Regions from separate parts of the Sus scrofa genome. Here region 2 is linked to region 1. Evidence: chromatin contacts called from public targeted proximity ligation data. All regions are on one chromosome and are shown on one strand. The core of a region is the stretch at or near the end of the contact, and the rest is flanking DNA. Distances in the headings are between cores, read along the strand shown.

Region 1 (7,402 bases), core at 3,597-6,096:
TTGAGACTAGTGCAAAAGCAAATATAAACATTGAAAAGGCGTTTCTCACATTAGCTGAAGATATCCTTCGAAAGGTAAGTTTCCTTTTTTTCTTTTTTTTTTTTACACTAAAGTGCTTGGTGTCACAGTTGAACATCTTTGAACTTTTTTTTTTTAATGAATTTTATTACATTTATAGTTGTACAACGATCATCACAACCCAGTTTTACAGCCTTTCCATCCCAAACCTCCAGCATATTCCCTCACCCCTAACCTGTCTCATTTGGAAACCATAAGTTTTTCAAAGTCTGTGAGTCAGTGTCTGTTCATTGTGTCCTTTTTTTAGATTCCACATGTAAGTGATAGTATACAATGTTGGTGTCTCACTGACTAACTTCACTTAGCATGATAATTCCTAGGCCCATCCATGTTGCTAAAAATGCTGTTATTTCTTTCCTTGTAGTGGCTGAGTAATATTCCATTGTGTGTATGTACACATCTTCTTTATCCACTCCTCTGTGGATGGACGTTTAGGTTGTTTGCATGTCTTGGCTTGCAGTGAACATTGGAGTACATGTGTCTTTTCGAATCATAGTTTTCTCTGGGTAGATGCCCAAGAGTGGGATTGCTGGATCAAATGGTAATTCTATTTTTAGTTTTCTGGGGACTCTTCATACCATTTTCATACCATTTTCTACAGTGGTTGCACCAATTTACAGTCCCACCAACAGTGTACCAGGGTTCCTTTTTTTCCACACCCTTTCCAGCACTTACTGTTTTATAGACTTTTGGATGATGGCCATTCTGGCTGGTGTAAGGTGGTACCTCATACGGGTTTTGATTTGCATTTCTCTAATGATGAGTGATGTTGAACATCTTCTCTTGTGTTTTTTGGGCATGTGTGTGTCTTCTTTGGAGAACTGTCTGTTTAGATCTTCTGTCCATTTTTTGATGGGTTCGTTTGGGTTTTTTTGGTATGGAGCTGCAGAAGGTGTTTATAAATTTTGGAGATGAATCCCTTGTCAGTCACTTCATTTGCAAGTATTTTCTCCCGTTCTGTGGGTTGTCTTTTTGTGTTGTTTAGGGTTTCCTTTGCTGTGCAGAAACGTTGAAGTTTGCTTAAGTCCCATTTGTTTATTTTTGTTTTTATTGTCATTACTCTCAGAGGTGGATCTGGGAAGATGTTGCTGTGGTTTATGTCAGAGTGTTTGGCCTGTGTTTTCCTCTAAGAGTTTGATAGTGTCTGGTCTTATATCTAGGTCTTGAGTCCATTTGGAGTTTATTTTTGTGTATGGTGTTAGGGAGTGTTCTAATTGCATTCTTTTGCATGTGGCTGTCCAGTTTTCCCAGCAGTGCTTATTGAAGAGGCTGTCTTTTCTCCATTGTATATTCTTGCCTCCTTTGTCATAGATTAGTTGTCTGTAGGTGTGTGGGTTTAATTCTGGGCTTTCTGTCCTGTTCCACTGGTCTCTATTTCTGTCTTTGTGCCAGTACCATATGGTTTTGATGACTGTATCTTTGTAGTATAATCTGAAGTCAGGGAGCCTGATTCCTCCAGCTCCATTTTTCTTTTTTTTTTTTTTTTTTTTTTTTTTTTTGTCTTTTTGTCTTTTTTGGGCCGCTCCTGCGGCATATGGAGGTTCCCAGGCTAGGGGTCGAATCGGAGCTGTAGCCACCGGCCTACGCCAGAGCCACAGCAACGCAGGATCCGAGCCGCGTCTGCAACCTACACCACAGCTCACGGCAACGCCGGATCGTTAACCCACTGAGCAAGGGCAGGGACCGAACCCGCAACCTCATGGTTCCTAGTCGGATTCGTTAACCACTGCGCCACGACGGGAACTCCTCCATTTTTCTTTCTCAGGATGGCTTTGGCTGTTCTGGGTCTTTTGTGCTTCCAAACAAACTTTAAAATATTTTGTTTGAGTTCTGTGAAGAACGTTCTTGGTAATTTGATAGGGATTGCATTGAATCTGTAGATTGCCTTGGGTAGTACAATCATTTTGATAATATTGATTCTTCCAATCCAAGAGCATGGTGTATCTTTCCACCTATTTGTGTCATCTTTGATTTCTTTCATCATCATCTTACAGTTTTCAGAGTCCAGGTCTTTTATCTCTTTAGGTAGGTTTATTCCTAAGTATTTTATTCTTTTTGATGTGATGGTAAATGCGATTGTTTCCCTAATTTCTCTTTCTGATCTTTTGTTGTTAGTGTATAGAATAAGTTTCTAGGAGTTCCCGTCGTGGCGCAGTGGTTAACGAATCCGACTAGGAACCATGAGGTTGTGGGTTCGGTCCCTGCCCTTGCTCAGTGGGTTAAGGATCTGGCGTTGCCGTGAGCTGTGGTGTAGGTTGCAGACGCGGCTTGGATCCCGCGTTGCTGTGGCTCTGGCGTAGGCCAGTGGCTACAGCTCCGATTCAACCCCTAGCCTGGGAACCTCCATATGCCGAGGGAGCGGCCCAAGAAATAGCAACAACAGCAACAACAAAAAGACAAAAGACAAAAAAAAAAAAGAACAAGAACAGAAAAAAGCTCATCTATGGTGATAGAAATCAGAGTATCAGTTACCTCCAGGAGGGGTAGTACTGACCGGAAAGGGACACGAGGGAGCTTTTTAGGGGCATATTATGTTCTATATTTTGACCTGGTGGTTTCACAGCATATACTGGAAATCTTTCAAGTGCAGTTAAGATTTATACACTTTACCATAGATACACTATCCCTAAAGTAAATTTTGCTTTCACATGTATAGTATAGACTGTCCACTGAAAATAGTATATTCTTTTGACTGTATAAGTAATGTTTAGGATGTTGGGGGAAATACAGGATTGTACAAAGAGGAAAGTAAAAAATCATTCATAAACCTGTTACCTAAGGTTACTTCTGTTAACATTTTGGTGTCTCTCATTTTTATTTTTTTCCCATATCCATTTTTAACACGAATTATACGGCTTTGCATTCTGTCCCACCCAGTTTCCTCCACTTAAAGTTAGTACACCATAGTTAATATTGACTTTTTAAAGCAATGCTCCAGTAATACAAGCTCCACAGTCTCAAAAGACAAGTGAAACTAAACAAAAGAGGGCTGTTTTACTTCTCTGAAGTTAGACATGATCCAACATTGGTTTTACACATAAGCTTGCTGATGTACTTTTTAAGTACTAAGTACTTCTACCCCTGAGTACCTGGGGTCAGGGGTGGAAGATGACATACCTCTCTAACCAAGAGTTAGAGCAGAGAAGATTTCAGAAGTTCTGCAGAGGGGAGTTCCCATTGTGGCTCAGCGGAAACGAATCTGACTAATATCCATGAGGACCCAGGTTTGATCCCTGGCCTCACTTGGTGGGTTTAGGATCCTGCATTGCTGTGAGCTGTGTGTAGGTCACAGGTGAGGCTCTGATCTGGCCTCGCTGTGGCTATGGGGTAGCCAAGTGGCTACAGCTCCTGTTCATTCCCTAGCCTGGGAACCTCCATATGCCGTGGGTGTTAAAAAGACAAAAAAAAGTTCTGCAGAGGGAAGCCAGGAGGCTTCTGGACATTTCACATCTGGGAAGAAAGGGGGAAAATGAAGATCGAAAACAAAGCTTCTATTTCTTTACTTTGCATGGGGGAAAAAACCTATCTCCTGTGACTGTAATTGCATTTTGTTACGTAAGCTAACATTTATGAAAGTATTTCTGTTGAATCTTGATTGATCCATGGCAGTGTTTTTTCATGGGTTGCTTTCCTTGTTTGTTCCAGACCCCTGTAAAAGAGCCCAACAGTGAGAACGTAGATATCAGCAGTGGAGGAGGCGTGACAGGCTGGAAGAGCAAATGCTGCTGAGCGCTCTCCTGTTCCATCAGTCGCCATCCACCACCCTGTGTTCTCTTCTTGCTGCAAAATAAACCACTCTGTCCATTTTTAACTCTAAATAGATATTTTTGTTCCTCATCTTAACTCCAATCCACCTATTTTATTTGTTCTTTCATCCGTGACTGCTTGCTGACTTTATAATTTTCTTCAAACAAAAAAATGTATAGAAAAATCATGTCTGTGAGTTCATTTTTAAATGTACTTGCTCAGCTCACCACTGCATTTCAGTTGTATTATAGTCCAGTTCTTATCAACATTAAAAACGATAGCAATCATTTCAACTCTATTCTGCAAATTGTATAAGAATAAAAGTTAGAATTAACAATTTTATTTTGTACAACAGTGGAATTTTCTGTCATGGATAATGTGCTTGAGTCCCTATAATCTATAGACATGTGATAGCAAAAGAAACAAAAGCCAGGAAAACACTCATTTTTTGCCTTGAATATGTAAATGGGGTTAATTTTGTCCTGTGCCTTATGTGGAAAGGAAGTTCTTTGGTTTTTCCTCTTTCTGTTTTGGTGGAAGCATGTGCAGGAGACATATCATCGAAACATAAAGCATTAAAATGTTTGTGGTTTGCTTGGCTGTAATTTTCAAAGTAGTTAATTGAGGACAAAGGGTAATGCAGAAATGATAGCTTTGGTTTGCTGAGTCTCATTTTCAGTGGCCTTGATATTTAAAACTATTCCTGCCACCAGTTCTTTTCCTTGGCCACGTCTTCCTTGTGTCTCTTCCTGCATGCTGCTTTATTTGCTTCTCCCCCACCACTCTGTGGTATGGGTTATTTAAAAATGAAAGAGTCAAACTAGTAGGTTTGTCAAGTTTAACATAAAGCACTGATTTAAATTGCTAAGTAAACTGAAAGATAAATTCTAACTGCCTCCTCTCAAATGTCAGTTAACTATGTCCCCTCCTCATTTTCTCTCTCCCCTAATGCTTCTGTCCCAGATTCCTTCATATGCTGTTCGACTTCATGTTCCTCTTCTCCTTCCCTTTTTTGTTTCCTTCCTGTCTCTCCATTGAGTTTATGAAATGGAAGAGTTAATTGCATGCACTAGTGTTTGGAGGGTGTTGTGGTTTGTCTTTCTAATTAGGTGTATCGCCTATTCACTTTCCTAGAATAAATCTCTTAACCTAAATTTGAGTAGTCTCCATTTTGGCAACTCCTCTAGCAGTTTGGTAGCCCGGTAAAGGTTGTTTAAATAAGGTGGGAAGGAGGAGTGAAATTCATTAACATGTTTGCCAAATATCTTGAGATTTGGCCTTTGAAGAACACTTTTTCAGTGTTAAGTTGTCTTTACCTTAAGATTTAGAAGTACTTTAGATTATTATTAATTTTAAGTCCTATCTTCACATCCCTTTGAAAAACTTGTATTACCATGGATTTGGGAAAAGGACAACAAAGGCTTTTCATGTAAAGATAAGATACTCTAGCTCTCTCTCATCCTGTCCTTTTTTCACTTCATTTCTCTAGTTTTGCTTCATTGCTTATCATTAGGATAGGGTAAGTTACGTTTGCTCTGCTGCTAGCATCCTAAGATGATACCTTTGTTGAAATAATTGTGAATAGCATGATTCATTTCTAGCAGAGGCTGAGTTTAGGACAGCAGCTTCCATTGAAAAGTCTTTCTGTATCGTGGGTAGCATTTTAATGCCCTCTGGCTCACAGAAACAACATAGGGACATATCTGCTCTGAACAACCATGAATTTTTCAGATAGTGCCCTAAAAACAATTTTATATGCCTCACTGGTTATTGTTGTTGTTAGGTTTCCCCCTCACTTGACTTTATCATTGTTTACTACTAGTAAAAGCAGCATTGCCAAATAATCCTTAATTTTCCACTAAAAATAACAAATGATGTTAAGCTTCTCAGCAAAACGTTTTAGGTTAAATCTGCTGTTGGTTAGATCAGTTTTAATGTGTTGCTTTCCTGTATCTGGAATGTGGCAGTAGCTTTTTTATTTTTAACCCTCCTTAATCCTTATTCAATTCAGTGACTTAAGGTTTGAGAGCTAAACACTGGGATTTTTGGGTAACAGACTGACAGTTTTGTTGTTTGCGTAATTATAATCGGCATTGTACATAGAAAGGATATGGCTACCTTTTGTTAAATCTGCACTTTCTAAATATCAAAAAAAGGGAAATGGAGTAAAAATCAATTTTTGTATAACCTGTTTGAAACATGAATTTTATTTGCTTAATATTAGGGCTTTGCCCCTTTTTCTGTAAGTCTCTTGGGATCCTGTGTAGAAGCTGTTCTCATTAAACACCAAACAGTTAAGTCCATTCTCTGGTACTAGCTACAAATTCGGTTTCATATTCTACTTAACAATTTAAATAAACTGAAATATTTCTAGATGGTCTACTTCTGTTCATATAAAAACAAAACTTGATTTCCAACTGTGTGGCTTGGTTTTCATTTGTTTACGGAGTTTAAAATGAAGGATTCCTTCTGAAAATAGTGCAGAATAGCATACTGGATATTCGAGGGGCAGAAATAGAAGGGGAATAATTTTTTTCAACCTAGGGAAAGCTGAGAAGGCAATTTCAAGAGCTGTCTTTGGAAGAAACTGCCTTTAAAAAGCAGAATCATCCTGGGGTCAGAGAGCACAACCACAGTCACTCCACAGCCAACAGTATAGAACATGCCCGAAGGCCAACTGCAGCTGAGGTCAGCTCCTTACCCGGGTGAGACACCGGGTAAGGCAGCCATTGCTGGCGGATGAATCCTTGTTGGAGCAGTGACTGTCCTCTCACCTGACAAATGGAGTGTTTCCTTTTTTGTGAGCCATGAGCAACAACTTTGGCTCTTTTAATGTGCATTGCTGGTGCAAGAAATGTTTGATTCTGTATTAAGGACTTATTAATAAATAAGGTAAATATTTGTTTGCAAAATCATCTCTGCTGGAAGGATATATAGAGGTTTTCTTATACTGCAGGGGTTTCTATTTGGGCCACAACCGAGATTTAGGGAAGTTTCCAGGCCAGGGATCGAACCCACACTACAGCAATGATACCACCAGATCCTTAACCACTAGGCCATCAGGGAATTCCAACACTGCAGTTCTTATAAACCTGGAGGGGCTTTTTGTTTGGTTTTTGGCTTTTTAGGGTGGTACCTACAGCACATGGACGTTCCCAGGCTAAGGGCCAAATGCCAGATCGAAGCCTCATCTGCGGCCTACGCCACAGCTCACGGCAATGTCAGATCCTTAACCCACTGAGCAAGGCCAGGGATTGAACCCATGTCCTTGTGCATACTAGTCAGATTCATTACCACTCAGCCACAATGGAATCGCGAAACCTAATTTTTAATGCTTCCCTGTATACTTCCATCAACATACTTTGTGAATCTAGGGTGGGGCCTGTTATTCTGCCTTTTTTCTTTTTTTTTTTTTTTTGCTATTTCTTGGGCTGCTCCCGTGGCATATGGAGGTTCCCAGGCTAGGGGTCAAATTGGAGCTGTAGCTGCCGGCCTACACCAGAGCCACGGCAACGTGGGATCCGAGCCGCGTCTGCAACCCACACCACAGCTCATGGCAACGCCAGATCGGTAACCC
Region 2 (7,402 bases), core at 3,053-5,552, 160 kb before region 1:
AGCCACAAGAGAACTCCTGGAATTTGTTCTTAAAGAAATTTATATCACTTGTTTATATCGATTGTATTTAAATACAGTGGAAAACACTGTGATGTCACAATTGCCTTAATACTTTTTTTTTTTTTTGCTATTTTAGGGCCAGATACATGGCATATGGTGGTTCCCAGGCTAGGGGTTGAATTGGAGCTGTAGCCACTGGCCTACACGGAAGCCACAGTAACGTCGGATTCGAGCCTCGACTGTGACCTCCACCACAGCTCACGGCAACGCTGGATCCTTAACCCACTGAGCGAACCTGCATCCAACCTCGTGGATCCTAGTGGGGTTTGTTAACCACTGAGCCACGAAGGGAACTCCTAATACTTTTTATCTTGACACAGATATAGCTTGATATTTTCTACACAAAATATACACTCTGTATGTATACCAAGGAAATACATACATATTCTGCATAAAACAGCATGGTTAAGTTGTAAATACACTTAACCATAATTTTGAAAAATCTTGAGAATGGATTATATCTTTATATGTATAATGTACCATTTTAAGGGAACCCAGTCCATTTGGGAGGCAAGAATTCTACCATTAAACCACCAATGCCTCAACACAGTCCCTTTGGGTTCCAGTTAGAAATGCTGCTGATGTAGATGCACAAACACAGGCTGGGGAGCAACCATATGCAACTTAGGTCAATTTTCATCACATGGGTATGTGTGTTGAGACCGGTTCTCACCAGAGTGTGGAAAACACTGCAGAGTAAGTAAGTAAAGAAGGCAGCTTTTGAGGAATGATCTCAATTTTCAGGCTTCCTAATGGCAAAGAAAACACGGCCTCTTTCTCACTTCGCATTACCTTCCCAGAGCAAGAGGGATTCGGATGGAAATTGGAAGAAAAAGCAAAGGTGGGAAAATAACATTACAGGCAACTACCTCCACGGTGCCCCACCCAGAACAGGGGGCTTTCTGCGGCCCACAACAGAGCATGTAAAGAGCATAAATTCACCTTTAAAACAAAAAGAGGAATAAGAGGCTAGGAAAGGCAATAAATAGTTCAGCAATAAGCAAAGATGTATTCTGGAGGACTTCTTTCTTTCTAAAAGTTATTAAGAGGAGTTCCCTGGTGGTCCAGTGGTTAAGATTTGGCGTCTTCACCAGTGTAGCATGGATTCTTTTTCTTTTTCTTTTTTTTTTTTTTTTGTCTTTTCTAGGGCCACACTGGCAGCATATAGAGGTTCCCAGGCTAGGGGTCCAATCAGAGCTGTAGCTGCCGGCCTACACCACAGCCACAGCAACCTGGGATCCAAGCCGTGTCTTCGACTTACACGACAGCTCATGGCAATGCCCAGGATCCTTAACCCAATAAGCAAGGCCATGGATCGAACCCACAACCTCATGGTATGGTTCCTACTGGGATTTGTTTCTGCTGTGCCACGATGGGAACTCCCCCCCCCCAAATTTTTAAGTTCTTTTAAGATAGCAGTTTTAATTTTTAAAATCTGTAAATGGTTTCTCAGTATATGCAAACTATTTTATTTTTGTGAAGAGGGAAAAAGAGAGAGAGAGAAGCTTTTTAAAAGCTTTTTTTTTGGCCATGCCTGTGCCATGTGGAAATTCAGGAGCCAGAGACTGAACTCAAGTCATAGCAGTGACAACACTGGATCCTTAACCCATTGAGCTACTAAGGAACTCCTCTAAAAAGTTTTTTAATTTAAAAGTTATGTAAAAGGCAGAAAGTAAACTTAGAAAAAATAAATAAAGAATGGAAATTCAGGAATACTATTGGGCCATAAAAAAGAACAAAATATACTGTAAAGCAGCTATGATGGAAAAAATAAAAATCATTATAAAAAAAAGGCAAAATAATGCCACTTGTAGCAACATGGATGGAACCAGAGACTCTCATATTAAGTGAAGTCGGGCAGAAAGAGAAAGACAAATACCATATGGTATCACTTATAGCTAGAATCTGATCTATGGCACAAATGAACCTTTCCACAGAAAAGAAAGTCATGGACTTGGAGAATAGACTTGTGGTTGCCATGGTCGGGGAGTGGGATGGGCTGGGAATCTGGGGTTAATAGATGCAAACTATTGCCTTTGGAGTGGATAAGCAATGAGATCCTGCGGTAGAGCACTGGGAACTATATCCAGTCACTGGTGATGGAGCATGGTGGAGGATAATGTGAGAAAGAGAATGTGTGTGTGTGTGTGTGTGTGTGTGTGTGTGTGTGTGTGTGTGTGTGTGACTGAGTTCCTTTGCTGTACAGTAGAAAATTGACAGAACACTGTAAACCAACTATAACTGAGAAAATAAAAATCATTATAAAAAAAGAATGGAAATTCATAAACATTAAGCAGAAAGCTTATCTTAGCTTCAGGCAAAGCACTTACCATGCTTTGAAGTTTGGATTGTGTGCTTAGGCGGTCAAGTAAAAATGGCAGGGACAATGTTTTGAGAAATGAATAAAACTCCTCCAAAGCATGAAACTTTCAAAACGCAAGATCCCTTCTTGGTTTGAGATTAAAGGAGACATAAGAGGCAGGACAATTAAGTGCAATGCATCTCCAAAGGTGGGCCAGTGGGGTATGGGCAGGGGATGGGAAATTGCCATAAAGGACACTATTAAGATAACCGGCTAAAATTGAAAATTGTTTATGTAATAGTCTTGTGTCAATACAGAATTTCCTGAATTTGATCACTGTACCGTGATTATGTAAGAGAAATGTCCTCATTCTTAGGAAATATGGGGAAAGGGTTGACTGCAACTTAATCTCAAATGGTTGGGTGTGTGTGTGTGAATAAAGCAAGAAGTGGCAAAATGCTAACAATTGGTGAGCTTTGGTGAAGGGTTTATTGGAATTTTTGGTACTGGTCTCTCAGTCCTTATTTTTCAAAGTTAAAAACTAGAGAGTTCCCTGATGGCCTAGTGGTTAAGGATCCCACATTGGCACTGCTGTGGCTTGGGTTTGATCCCTGGTTCAGGAACTTCTGTATGCCACCAGCACAGCACCCCCCCCCAAAAAAAAATTAAACAAAAAAAGCTACATGTCTTCTCAGAGCCTCTTTCATCCAGTCACTATTCAATGTAAAGAAATTCCTCCACCTACAACCTTCAACTCAAGAACTCTGAAAACACAAAATAACCCTACAGACCAGCATCCTCCTCCAGCAGATGGCACTGGAGTAGTAGTTTTTCAGCCTGGCTTCCCTGTAGAATCAGCTGGAAGCTTCGAAAAAAAATTTTAAGTCCAGGGATCCGCCCAAGATCCTTTAAAATCAGATTCTCTGGAGACCAACTCACAGGTGATTCTAGTTGCAACCAGGATGGAGAACTTCTGTGTTAGATGAGGTATTACTGCAGGTGTATTTTATTTTATTTTGTCTTTTGTCTTTTTTTTTTAGGGCCACACCTGCAGCATATGCAGGTTCCCAGGCTAGGGGTCTAATATGAGCTGTAGCTGCCGGCCTTTGTCAGAGCCACAGCAACTTGGGATCCGAGCTGTGTCTGCGACCTACACCACAGCTCACAGCAACGCCGGATCGTTAACCCACTGAGCAAGGCCAGGGCTCGAACCCACAACCTCATGGTTCCTAGTTGGATTCGTTAACCACTGAGCCACGACAGGAACTCCTGAAGGTTTATTTTAAATCCAAAGTGACGCCATTGAGGACATTCCCTTGTGGCACAGAGGGTTACGGAGACAGCATTGCCACAGTTGTGGCACAGGCTGCAACTTCGTACAGGTTTGATCCCTGGCCTGGGAACTTCCATATGCCATGGCCTCGGCCAAAAAAAAAAGAAAAAGAAAAAAGAAAAAACCAACAACGAAACACACCAAAACCCCCACAAAGTGATGCCACTGAAAAGCCCTTGACTTATGACCTTGACATTTACAAACTTGGGTCGTGTTGCCTGCAGGAGGATGAGCCCCTCAGAAGGTAGACAGATTAAGCAGGCATCTGATGCTCCAGTGAGAAGCTGCAGACCACTCAGTTAGCCTCCCACCCGAGCTTTGGAGAGACTCCTGACCTCTCCTGGCATTAATACTCCTGGGATAGATAAAGCAAAGAATCTCCAAGGAAGTGCACTGGTGTCCGGCCTGCTGAGCACCTCTGTACACAGATTTTCAATTAAGGGACAGTGGGCCAGCTGGGTGCAACAGTCCCTCCGCTGGGTTTGAACATCCAGTCTCGTTCTTCATGGCCACCAGCAGAGGGAGCTCCATACCCAGCCAACGCACGCAAATGGCGCCTCAAGGCGAGGTTGTGGAAACAGGTGGAAATGCTGAATCACCCAGCTGAGTGGGGCTCTATCACTTCCTGATCTGATTACTTCTCTGTATTCTCCACTGGACTGTGAGCTCTGACTGTGCCTGATTTACCTTCTGCCTGCAAAGTCTCACATAACCCCGACGCACACAGAGTGCTCAGCAATATGACCGACTGTGGCTATTTTGGGCCTCAGATAAGTGAATATTCACCAGACTGGCCAAATGTGGGCACTCCCTGGGATTGCCAAGAGGCTGGAATGCTCTTCCTGCCCTCCTTAGGTCCCTCCCTGGGTATTTTCTGTATCCCAGGCCAAAGCACCACTGCGTTTATCAGAACGCCCTTCCTCCGTGGAGACCCGGAACGAGGGCCTGAGCACCCCGTCCTCCGACGGCATCCTTCCCAGCCCTCCGCAATCCACCCAAACCTTCCTCTCCGCACAGGCCCCCGACCGCTCCCAAGCTGGGGCGAGTCCCCAGGCCCAGACAACAGGGTGAGAGACTCACGCTCCGCCGGGCACAAGGGGCTGGAACTTCCACTGCTCCTCCTCACAGTCCAGGAAAAGCCGGTTCATGATCTTGTTCTTCTCCTCTGGGGGGATGAAGTTCTCGATGATGAGGTACCTGGGAGCAGGGATGAGGTAGAGAGGGGGGTTGGGGGGGTGAGACCACCCGCTGTATGGGAAGGTCGAAGGATGAGAAAGCGAAAAGCAAAGAGGCAGAGGAAACAGGTGGCAAAACCAAAAAGGTGGGGGAGGGGATCCCTGGAGACGTACTAGCGCTTGAAAATCACGTTTCTAATGCAGAGCTCGGGGCCTTAGGCGCTACTTCTGGGCAGCACCCAACATGCACCTTGCGGGTCATCACATGCAGGTGGAGGAAGGAAGGAGGAAACAGGGGGTCGAAGAGACCCCAGATGGGCCCCTCCTGCATCCCTCAGACACATTCTGTTCCTAAGGGGCCGGGACTCAAGGGTGAGTAGACAGAATGAAGCCTTCGGGAAGGAGAGGAGCCCGGCGGGGAGCGGTACCGCCTGCGGGGCGCTGCGAGGACCCCGAACCGGAAGAGGAGGGGCCCTACTTGAGCTTGAGCTCCCGGGTCTGCTCGTTCTGCGCCTCCTCCAGGTCCTGCCGCACGCGGATGTACTCGTCGTGCTGATCCTGGATCTCCGCCTTCACCGCCTGCAGCTTGGCGTAGAGCTGCGTGGGGACAGGGGCAGCTCGGAGGCTCCGGCCAGCGCAGACAGCCTGGGCCCCAGAGGCTGCGGGCTCAGAGTCCACCAGCTCCTCCCAGCATGAGGCCAGGGCCCACGCCTGGAGCTCCCCGCCGCCCCACCATCACTGGGAGCGGGTTATTCAGAAGGCAGCCCTGTCCCTCTTATGCCTGTTAACCGGCTGGCTATCTCTCTCAGGTGCTGTCCACCTCGTGCAACGTTCAGATCTGAAGGGACCCATGGGACCTTTTGGTCCAACACCCTCTTGACAGGTGAGCACGCTCAGGCCCAGACTTGCTCAAGGTCACATGACCAGGTAACACAAGAGCCAGGATCAGGCCCCAAGAATCAGGACTGCTGGTCCAGGGCTCCGGGAAGGAAGGGGGCCTCAGCCAGTTTGGAAGGTGACACAACCCCATGCCCGCCTCTCCAGCAGCCCTCAGAAGGGAGGGGTGTGGGTGACCTGGCTGTCCCACTCCTAACCTGCTGGAAGGTGTGTCCCTGGAAACTGCCCCGCCTGCTCTGGGGCAGCCACCTCAGCGATCCCAAGGACTCTTCACGTCCTTTCCAGAATCCAGGCTGGAATTTGCTGCTTCCTGCCCTAGAACCTCAGCTCAGGTAGGCGCCTGTCCCCAGCCAAGGACTTTGTAGGGTCCTGGTGGCTGATATTCTCATGCTGGAGAGTCCGGTGCTCCCTCTCGGAGCTCTCCTGGGCTCGAGTCTCCTCGGTCCCCCTCGCCACTCCCTTGGCCTGCTCTATGCCTGGTGAGCCCAACTGTGACTCACTGGTGACACACAGTAAAGGGGGAACGTTACCCAGGACCGTGAGGATGGCAATCCCGGGAAGCAGAAGTGAAAGCATTCCCCGCCTATCAGGTCCCGCCTGGCACAGGAGAAAAGGCTCCATCCCGCCCCAACCAGCACCCCCTCCCTCGGCTCCTCGCCCCAGCACCAGGTGGTGCACCCCAGGGGATCAGCAGTTCAAGCCAAATGGGGAAGGGTCGCTAAACCACACTCCCCCTGGGCAGGTGACTGTCTCGGGCAGAGGCTGCTGGGCCGCACACACACCTTGACCCTGTCCTGCTGTGGCATCTCACCTTCTTGAGTTTCTTGGTTTTGACCTCCACCTCCTGCTGCAGGGACGTGTAGGTGCCCCGGAGCTCCATGGTCTCCTCGTCTCGGAGCATCATCTCCTGCTGCATTTCCCGCTCACGGCGTTTCTAGGCCAAGGCAGGGCATGGGGCTCAGTGGAGCAGCATGTTCTGGGGTGGCTCAAGGGAGCCTGGGGGACAGGCTCGCTGTGCCCATCACAGACCCCGGCTGTGTCACGGCTACAGGTGCCAGAAGGGAGCCGGGGCCGTCCCAGGCCCACATTCACTGTGCCCACCCATCCTCAGGGAGTCTATCTGAACCTGCTCAGCTCGTATGACCATCCTTTTGCCAGGAGACCCTGGCCTTCACAGCTGGGGTGTCAACCACCTTGACTGAGGCCAGCATACTGGCTCTCGAGCTGCCTCAGCCTTTCCTGTGTAGCATCACAGTTAATTGACAAGACCAACAAACGGTGGTTCTTGATGATTTAGGACACAGTCGTTCAGGTGGCAAAGAACTACACCCTGTGGAAGGCCCAGGCCTCAGTACCAGGTGCCCCGTGGAGGCAGACATCACAGAGAGCCACCACTTCTCACTTGCCAGGCCCCCGGGAGGGTGGACCCGCGGACACAGGGTGGCAGGTCTGGATTCTCAGCACTGCAATTCCAGGGATCCTGAGGCCATGAAGGCTCTTTGCCCTAAGCTCCCCGGATGTGACCCCAAGGCCAGTTGCCCCCCACCCCTCAGGAACCTGAAGCCCCCAGACCTACCTGTTCTGCAATCTCCTGCCTCTTCAGTTCCAGCATCTTCTGCTGCTCGTTGGTGTGAT

Evidence for each region.
Region 2: a contact with region 1 is called in a targeted proximity ligation map of alveolar macrophages. A contact is called at or near these places in 1 of 5 promoter capture datasets (fetal liver), 21 of 47 Hi-C or Micro-C datasets (alveolar macrophages, blood, embryonic fibroblasts and 13 more) and 2 of 2 datasets of targeted methods (alveolar macrophages and skeletal muscle).

Annotation. Positions count from the first base shown.
Region 1 is chr3:112,841,030-112,848,431 of Sscrofa11.1, reverse strand. RAB10 (RAB10, member RAS oncogene family) reads left to right here. Exons shown (of 6, transcript NM_001243060.1): 5 at 1-74; 6 at 3,724-6,242. The coding sequence ends at 3,807. Among named protein-coding and RNA genes, the nearest start is that of GAREM2, 27 kb to the right of the region's middle.
Region 2 is chr3:112,996,216-113,003,617 of Sscrofa11.1, reverse strand. It overlaps KIF3C (kinesin-like protein KIF3C), which reads right to left. Exons shown (of 11, transcript XM_021087735.1): 5 at 7,344-7,402; 6 at 6,579-6,701; 7 at 5,349-5,467; 8 at 4,776-4,892. Among named protein-coding and RNA genes, the nearest start is that of KIF3C, 36 kb to the right of the region's middle.